Regions from separate parts of the Mus musculus genome. Here region 2 is linked to region 1. A link is a contact called in public HiChIP or PLAC-seq data. All regions are on one chromosome and are shown on one strand. The core of a region is the stretch at or near the end of the contact, and the rest is flanking DNA. Distances in the headings are between cores, read along the strand shown. Region 1 has its middle 220 kb from the start of 4930528P14Rik. Region 2 has its middle 46 kb from the start of Gm31590.

Evidence for each region. HiChIP or PLAC-seq counts read pairs in DNA pulled down with a chosen protein or histone mark.
Region 2: an H3K4me3 HiChIP or PLAC-seq map of embryonic basal ganglia shows a contact between it and region 1, with 5 times the contacts expected there. The contact joins two enhancer-like sites. A contact is called at or near these places in 1 of 15 datasets of contacts at CTCF or cohesin (stem cell-derived epiblast-like cells), 5 of 484 Hi-C or Micro-C datasets (embryonic stem cells and neural progenitor cells), 7 of 115 datasets of contacts at active chromatin or transcription factors (astrocytes, differentiating embryonic stem cells, embryonic basal ganglia and 3 more) and 1 of 9 other capture datasets (embryonic stem cells).

The regions. Positions count from the first base shown.
Region 1 is chr2:115,118,448-115,122,009 of GRCm38.p6, reverse strand. No RefSeq gene overlaps it. Among named protein-coding and RNA genes, the nearest start is that of 4930528P14Rik, 220 kb to the left of the region's middle. Within about 2 kb of position 1,714, at least 11 of the 459 cell types and tissues checked have an H3K27ac peak or open chromatin away from gene starts, as enhancers often do. A contact at or near this core is called in embryonic basal ganglia, where this site is marked.
Region 2 is chr2:115,851,304-115,854,865 of GRCm38.p6, reverse strand. No RefSeq gene overlaps it. Among named protein-coding and RNA genes, the nearest start is that of Gm31590, 46 kb to the right of the region's middle. Within about 2 kb of position 2,020, at least 41 of the 459 cell types and tissues checked have an H3K27ac peak or open chromatin away from gene starts, as enhancers often do. A contact at or near this core is called in embryonic basal ganglia, where this site is marked.

The DNA.
Region 1 (3,562 bases), core at 465-2,964:
ATGCAGAGGATGAATGACTTCTATCAATTTCTTTTCTAAGAACATAATTCTGTGATTATATCACTGAAGAAGTAAAGAAAGGTGTCTGGGCATTTTTATCATTGAGACTTACACAGCTTACAAATAAACTGAACACATATCTCAGAAAAAAATGAGATCGCTTATGAACGTAGATTATGGAGGTTCAGTAGATTAAAAAAAATCACTTGTCACCCAAGCATGAGGACTCAAGTTCAAGTCCCCAACACCCAGAGAAAACTAGGCATAAATAGACACACTAATGACTTTAGTACTGTTGAAGGAGGTGGATAGAGGCAGGAGGATGTTGGATTGTTGGATGCCAGCCTCAATGTGGTTGAGTGAGAGAGAGACCCCAACTCCAGAAAATAAGGCAGAAAGTGTACACACACACACACACACACACATACACACACACACACACACACACACACACACACACACACCACTATAAAAACTTTTCAGACAACATTACTTTACTCATATGATTAAAGTTATTTTTGCCTACTCAGAGGCCAGAAAACAGTGAGCCTTTTACACACACACACACACACACACACACACACACACACACACACACACACAAGAGTGTGTGTGTATATAATATATATATACAGAAGGCTCCATGGAGAGGTGTCACAGAAGAGGTCAATAAAAGAAACTGTTCTTTGTGCTGCTCTCTCTTCGCTTCTTGTTCTTGCTTGTTTGTTGGTTTTGTTCTATTCTGATTTGTTTGGTTTTGTTTTTTCTTATTTTATTATTATTCTTTAGATGCATATTTTTTTTTAATAAGAGATAGAAAGGGTGTGGATTTTCATGGGAGGGGAGGAAGGGAGGATTTTGTACAAGTCAGGGAGGCGAAATGGTAGTCATAATATATTTTATGGGGAAAAAATGTCAATTTTCCCTAAAAGAAAAATAAAGGAAGAAAAATAATGACCAAACAAAAACTCTCTTGAATTTTATCAGTATTTGAATTTAGATGAGAAAATTTCAAGAAAAAAAATCACTGAAAAGGTTTATGAACAGCACACTTAATCTTCTGGACTTATGGATTTGCCTGAGTGAATGCACATAAATGTACAGTGTCTCTGATGATCGCTCGTAATAGAGGGTTAGTGAAAATGTGGTTCAGGAAAAACTTTAGGAAAAAAATAACAAAGGAAATGATTAGTTGAGGTAGAAAAAAAGGTGGCATCTTGTGAGGGTTACAATGGCAGGGGACCTAATGCTTACCTGGAATCTGTGGGAGGAATTTCCAGTGCCATACACAGCTTCCTCTGAGGCTCTACGTGGCCTTGGGTGTTTTTGCTTTTTGTTTTGTTGTGCTTTGTTTTGTTTTGTTTTCATGAAGGTAGTTGTGAAATGCCCCTTGGTTGGAGTAGACGGGTTTAAGGGGAAGGCTTGTCCTCTGAGGTAGCTTGTTCTTCCCACTCCCTCCATCCTACTTAGTTCTTAAACCAGAGAAAATTCCCTTGGGAGCAACAAGGCCTCTAAGGAAACATTGCAGGGACCCGAGAGATGAGAATCGGTTTGTAAATGAGCATTTTAAACATGAAAACACTCTTGTTTTTAAAGCCAATGAGTATAAAATACCAATGGGAGACATGAGTTGACAGCTGGACTCTTCATCCGTCTGGGCCAGACATTCTGAGTGGATTGCTGAGGAGGGAAAGTAGGGCTGAGGGAGCTTGGGCCTGTTAGAATCTGCATAGAATTCTTAGGCTCACCATTTCAAACCAAATTCAAACCTTCCAGGGCCTGAGATTAAAGAGAATGTTTACAGAAAAATAAAAGGGGCTTGAAAATGCTTATTAAGAAGCATCTTAGAAATCTTTAGAATGTGTCAGCTGTGACGATTTATATGCAAATGAGCCCAAATGTGCTTAGCATATATTATGGAGGGTTTTCAGATTTTATCAAGTCCATGCTGATCATGGAGAAAGAAATGCATACCCATAGAGGCACTGGAATTTGAAGCCAGGGTGCTTGGCCCCTCCTAGAATGAATCTGAGCAAGCTGATTCCACTCAGCGTCTTAAGGACAGTTCAACTCTCAGGGCTGTATTCTGAATCTAGAGGCTTTAGAGGGTCCAGGGAGTGCGAGTTACTGTTAGAATTTGGGGATTTTAATTGAAGAGGACTTGTCAGAAACTCACCCTTTGCCTGGATGACTTAGGGACCACAGTGCTACCCTAATGTTAATTGGACTTTGTACTGTGTCTGGGCTTCAGACAGTCTCTGATCTGCAGCGACCTCTTTTGGTGGCGGGATCGGAAATGGGGTTTTGCGTCTTTACTAATCATAGTCTGAATTTCTAAATATGTTCTTAAAGTCCAGGAAATTGCTATAGTGTGGAGGATGTAGATAAATGTAAATAGAGACAACAATCTGCCACCAAGTCGTCAACCTGTCTTGACCAGGAAAGCAATGACAAGGCTTTATAACAATCTAAAATAGATCACCATGGGTAATTTTGCAACTACTGTGTTCCTGTGGAGTCCCAAGTGACTCACGGTAATCAAAAGAAGTGCAGATATGAGCCCTCATAACACAAAGAACATGGGGAGTTTGGGGTGCAAATATGTGTGTTGTTCTATCAAATATGCAAATCTTCCACTACATGTGTTATTACCAAACAGAAGTCTGGGTTATCAAATTGTTACCAGCCCATCATAGTCAGTCCTCAGACAAGAGAGACCAGCAACCACAGACAAATAGTGCTTTGTCTTTTCATATTCTGCCTCAGACTCGGCAACCTAAGCCTGGAGCAGAGGTGACATGGTAGAGAAATACAAAGCAAACACGTTTGCTTTGACTAAATAACCCCTCGTTCTCCTTCTTCTCTCATTCATCTCCCTCCTATGGTTCTGTTCATGCCTGCTCTTCTTCAGTTGTCAGATACAGCCATTTTATGTAGTAAAGGTTGCTCAAGAGGACTGATGAGGTTTTGTTTCTAAAAAGGCACCTTACTGTGTTTAAATATAAGTATGTACCTATTAGATAAGCATTTAATTTCCTTTAAATCTTTACTTATAGTCCACCTTTTCATTATAAGCCTCAGTATAAGACAGTTTTCCCCTAGACCATTCTTTTCTGAAAGGATTTCTATCAGAGATGGGGGCAGAGTTTGAGAAGACAAGAAAAGAATAGTGAAGAACCCAAACCAACAATCGAATAAAATAGTCCCACGGTGAGGTTGAAGGGGCAAGAGGGAAATGAATCATTGTAGCTCAGGGACAGTGTTGATGCCTGTAGGGGCAGTGATTGTATCTAGAGCTGTCAATGTGGGAAGGAATCAAGAAAGCTCTTTCCTGGTCATGGACATTCTGTAGGTATCAGTGAGCAGGGCAGAGGAAGATGCAGATTAGATCATGCTATCCTAATTCCATCCTTCCTTTAGTTTGACTGCAACGCTCCCTTCCAGTTCACCAATGCTAGGTTCTAAGACAATGAATTCTGACTATAGAATTTGAAGTCCATTTCAAATCTCTTATCTCTAACTATCATATACTATCTTAATTGTCCCTTAATTATTTTTGTCC
Region 2 (3,562 bases), core at 771-3,270, 730 kb before region 1:
TGAGAGCAATTCTGAGGAACGAGGCTCTGGGGAAGGAAAGAACGGTGCATTTGGAAAAGGTGTGTCTTTCCTCCCCAGTGCTTCTAATTCTTGGATTGCGCAATCCATTCTCTACCCTGGCTCTTCTGCAGATTCCACTTTCACATCTCAGATCCCCACCCTCGTTTGTGGATGTTGGAGGTCTGGGTCAGGCACCCTGGGACCCCACAGAAAGGGGCGCTTCTAGGAAAAGGCAGTGGTGGGAGTTAACCCAGATCTTTTGGGCAGAATAGGGATGGCTAAGTGCAGCTGAGCTTGAAATATTGTTAGGGACTATTGTAATAACTGAGATAGATTTAAATATGCACCAGCAAGCAAGCTGTTATGCCGAGAAGGAATCTGTTTTGAAGTTCATTGCATTACTTTAAAAGTACATTCTTCTCTGAGGAAGTCTGCCACTGCGGTTGACTTTTTTGAAAGGTCCCCTTTAAGCTCAGTAAAGTGTAAGAGAAGTTACTGCACAACACATGGACCGCCTTAAATATATGTGTACATAGGTATTTGCGTGCCCAGGGAATGCATAGCTGTCCGTGCAACTATATAAACACAATAAAACAAACACAAGGGAGTGGACCCCGCTGCAGCTGAACTCAGAACAAGAAGCAGTCAGCACTATACTCTCACACTCACGAGGGAGGAAGGGTAGAAATCCCACTGTGTTTGGTTACAAACAGCTTAATAAAATTGGGAGGCATTGACAGTCTGGTCAGTGTTCTAAATAAATTGACACGAAGGTCCTCCAGAAGAGACAGAAAATACCTCACCATCAATCTTAAGCCACTTGCCGATTATGATTGCAAGAAAGAGATCACCGAGACTTAGCTTCTCAAATGGCTTGTTAACAGCCCCATGCCTATGTTTTGGCAACAAAATTAACTCTCCAGGAGGAAATAAAATTTTAAAATTTGTTTTGTTTTGCTTTAAAGGCAAAGAAAAATCATCCAAGGAACTTGCTTTTAACACCCTGGATTTGTTGCTGGTCAGAGACTGCTCTTCCCTTCTAGTTTGCTCAGTTGGGCCGACAAAAGAAACGGGATCAACTGATACCTCCATGGGATAAAAGAAAACACTAATATCAGCCTTTAGTTTTCCCTCTTGCTTAGAAGAACTTTATTTTTAATGTCCAGCGTTTTTGTGGTTGAAAGTTGTGCAGATGTAAAAGATGTTAGTTACCTTGTCCACAGCTATCAGGCGACTGGTGTCACTTGAATTTTGCAAGCTTTTTGTATCCATTTGAGTTCGTGAGAAAGAGAATTAGATACCAATATTGTGCACTTTCAAGTAGGTACCCTCCACCCCATCCCTCTCTCAACAGCACCCAAGCCTGCATCTGAATCCTGATGCCCTAATAACCACACTTTACAGAAAAAGGTGGTTAAGCTTTCCATCACTGGGCAGTCTGACAAAGATGCAGCCTCTCTTTGCCCCTAGAGTCCCAAGAAAGAGTGTCTCCACATACGCAAATATTTTTTTTCTATGTTTTCCTTAGAAACTTGAATTGGGTGAACATTTCGGAGGGGTCCTGAATAATTAACATTTCAAAAGGCAAAATGCTGAACAAAGAGAGACAGGTACCAACAACAAAAATATAAAATGAACCGTGCTTTAAAAAAAAAAAATCAACTGTACAGTTACAGATGCCACATCTCAACCTCTCTCACCGAGTGACCCGCTCTCCTAGCACTGAAGCCCTCTCTCCACCAGAGATTCAGGAAAACTGGGGTGTCTGGGGAGAGAGAAAGGGATGGGACCTCCTGGCAGCCTACTCTTCCCACCTGTTCCCTCCGCCCCAAGCTAGATAGAAGTGGCGCCCAGACTCCAAGTGACACTCATCAGGGTGTGTCGCCAAACCAAAGTGGAAACCCAAGTAAGTCCCCGAAGGCCCAGCAGTCTGCCAAAGGGACAAGACCTTAGGGTCGGAGGCACACGCCACCGCCCGTCTGACTGCCTGGCGGGCTGCCTGCGCTTGGGTGGACAAAAGGCTCACTGGCTACTCTAGTGTCGCAGCTGTTCTGTGTCATTCGATGGAGAGAGCAGGCGCTGCAGTGGTGGTGCGCGCGCGCGCGTGCACGGCACACACGTGCACTTGTGTCTGTATCCAGACTCAGGCACTCAACTGTCTAAGTTCCTGGCTCTACTCAGGCCCCTCAGCAGATCCCACCGCATCCCTATGCTACCTGTGTCCCCGGAGCCACGCCCAGACAGGTGTGCCCACCGTGAACCGCAAAGCCTCAGGGTAAAGACTCATGCGAGGAGAGTCAAGAGGCCATAGGCTAGGCGGGGGTCAAGAAGAATGATGGAGTTCTTCAGCTGGAATATCCCAACATTCCAGCTACTGTCACCACACTCAATCTTTCCAGCCCAGACCTGCCGGGTCCAAGAGATTGATTCTGGCAAAAAAAAAAAAAAAAAAAAAAAAAGAAAGAAAGAAAGAAAAACCTGGCTCAGGGAAACCCCGGGGGTGGCCACTGACGCCTGAGACTGAACAGGCTTGGCTTAGGTTCGAAAAACACAGTTTTAATTTTCTTAATGAAGGCGCGCTCTAGAGCTCAGCTGGTAATGGCTGTGCCGAATTTAATAGACTTCTGTCGAACAGCAGAAGACGGATAACTATCGGTTCTAAGTAATCTGCTCTAATGCAATTATTTTTTCCAGGTTCGAAAGTCATTCTGTGGAGAGGGCAGGAGTGAATTAAGCCCCCAGGGGACCTTGGACACAAGGTCCCCCGGGGGCACAAGAGACTGCCTGAAACTGGACCTGAACCTCTTGGGAGAGCTATTTGGGCTTGAGGGTGGAGTCCAGGGCTTCACTGACCTTGGTATCCTCACACCACCCCGTCTCTGCTCACCCACCCATCATTCTTCCTCCACTATTGGTCCCTCTCCCTTCCTCCATCTCTCTCTTCTTTCTCCTCACCTCCTCCAGAAGGCATGTTTCTTTCCTCTCCTCTTTGACTCATCTTTGGGGCTGACCACCATTCCGAGTTTTTCTCTCGGAAGTGTACTCACTCACACAGAAGTAAACTATGGGACTGTCAGGAGTTGAAATGGAATTGTGTGTGATGTTTAGAATATTAGTGTAGCCGTGCACACAGCTAATATATATTTCTAGCCAAAGAGGGAACCAATCCAATCCACATCGACATATAAAAGCTAGCCTCCTTAGAAGATTTTACACAAATTATCATTCCAGGAAATTTTTATTTGGAATTACCCAAGCTCTCCTCAACTATCTACTTCACTTGGCCTGAAACACAAACCTCAGGAAATAGTGATTTAAAGATGTAAAAACTAACAGGAGTCATAATTTTCCTTTGCACGTAAACCAAGCCAAACCAAGTCAAGGAAGTCACTGTGCCCAGAGGAAGCCTAAAGCTTCTGACATGGGCACTTGACCATCAGCCCAGCTACAGGACAAAGGAGGTGTCCATTCCAGAACCCCAGAATATCACCACCCACCCCCAGTGTGCGAAAACCCTGGTTTCATTGAAATGCCCACTCCTTGTTACTGTTTAGTCCTGTGG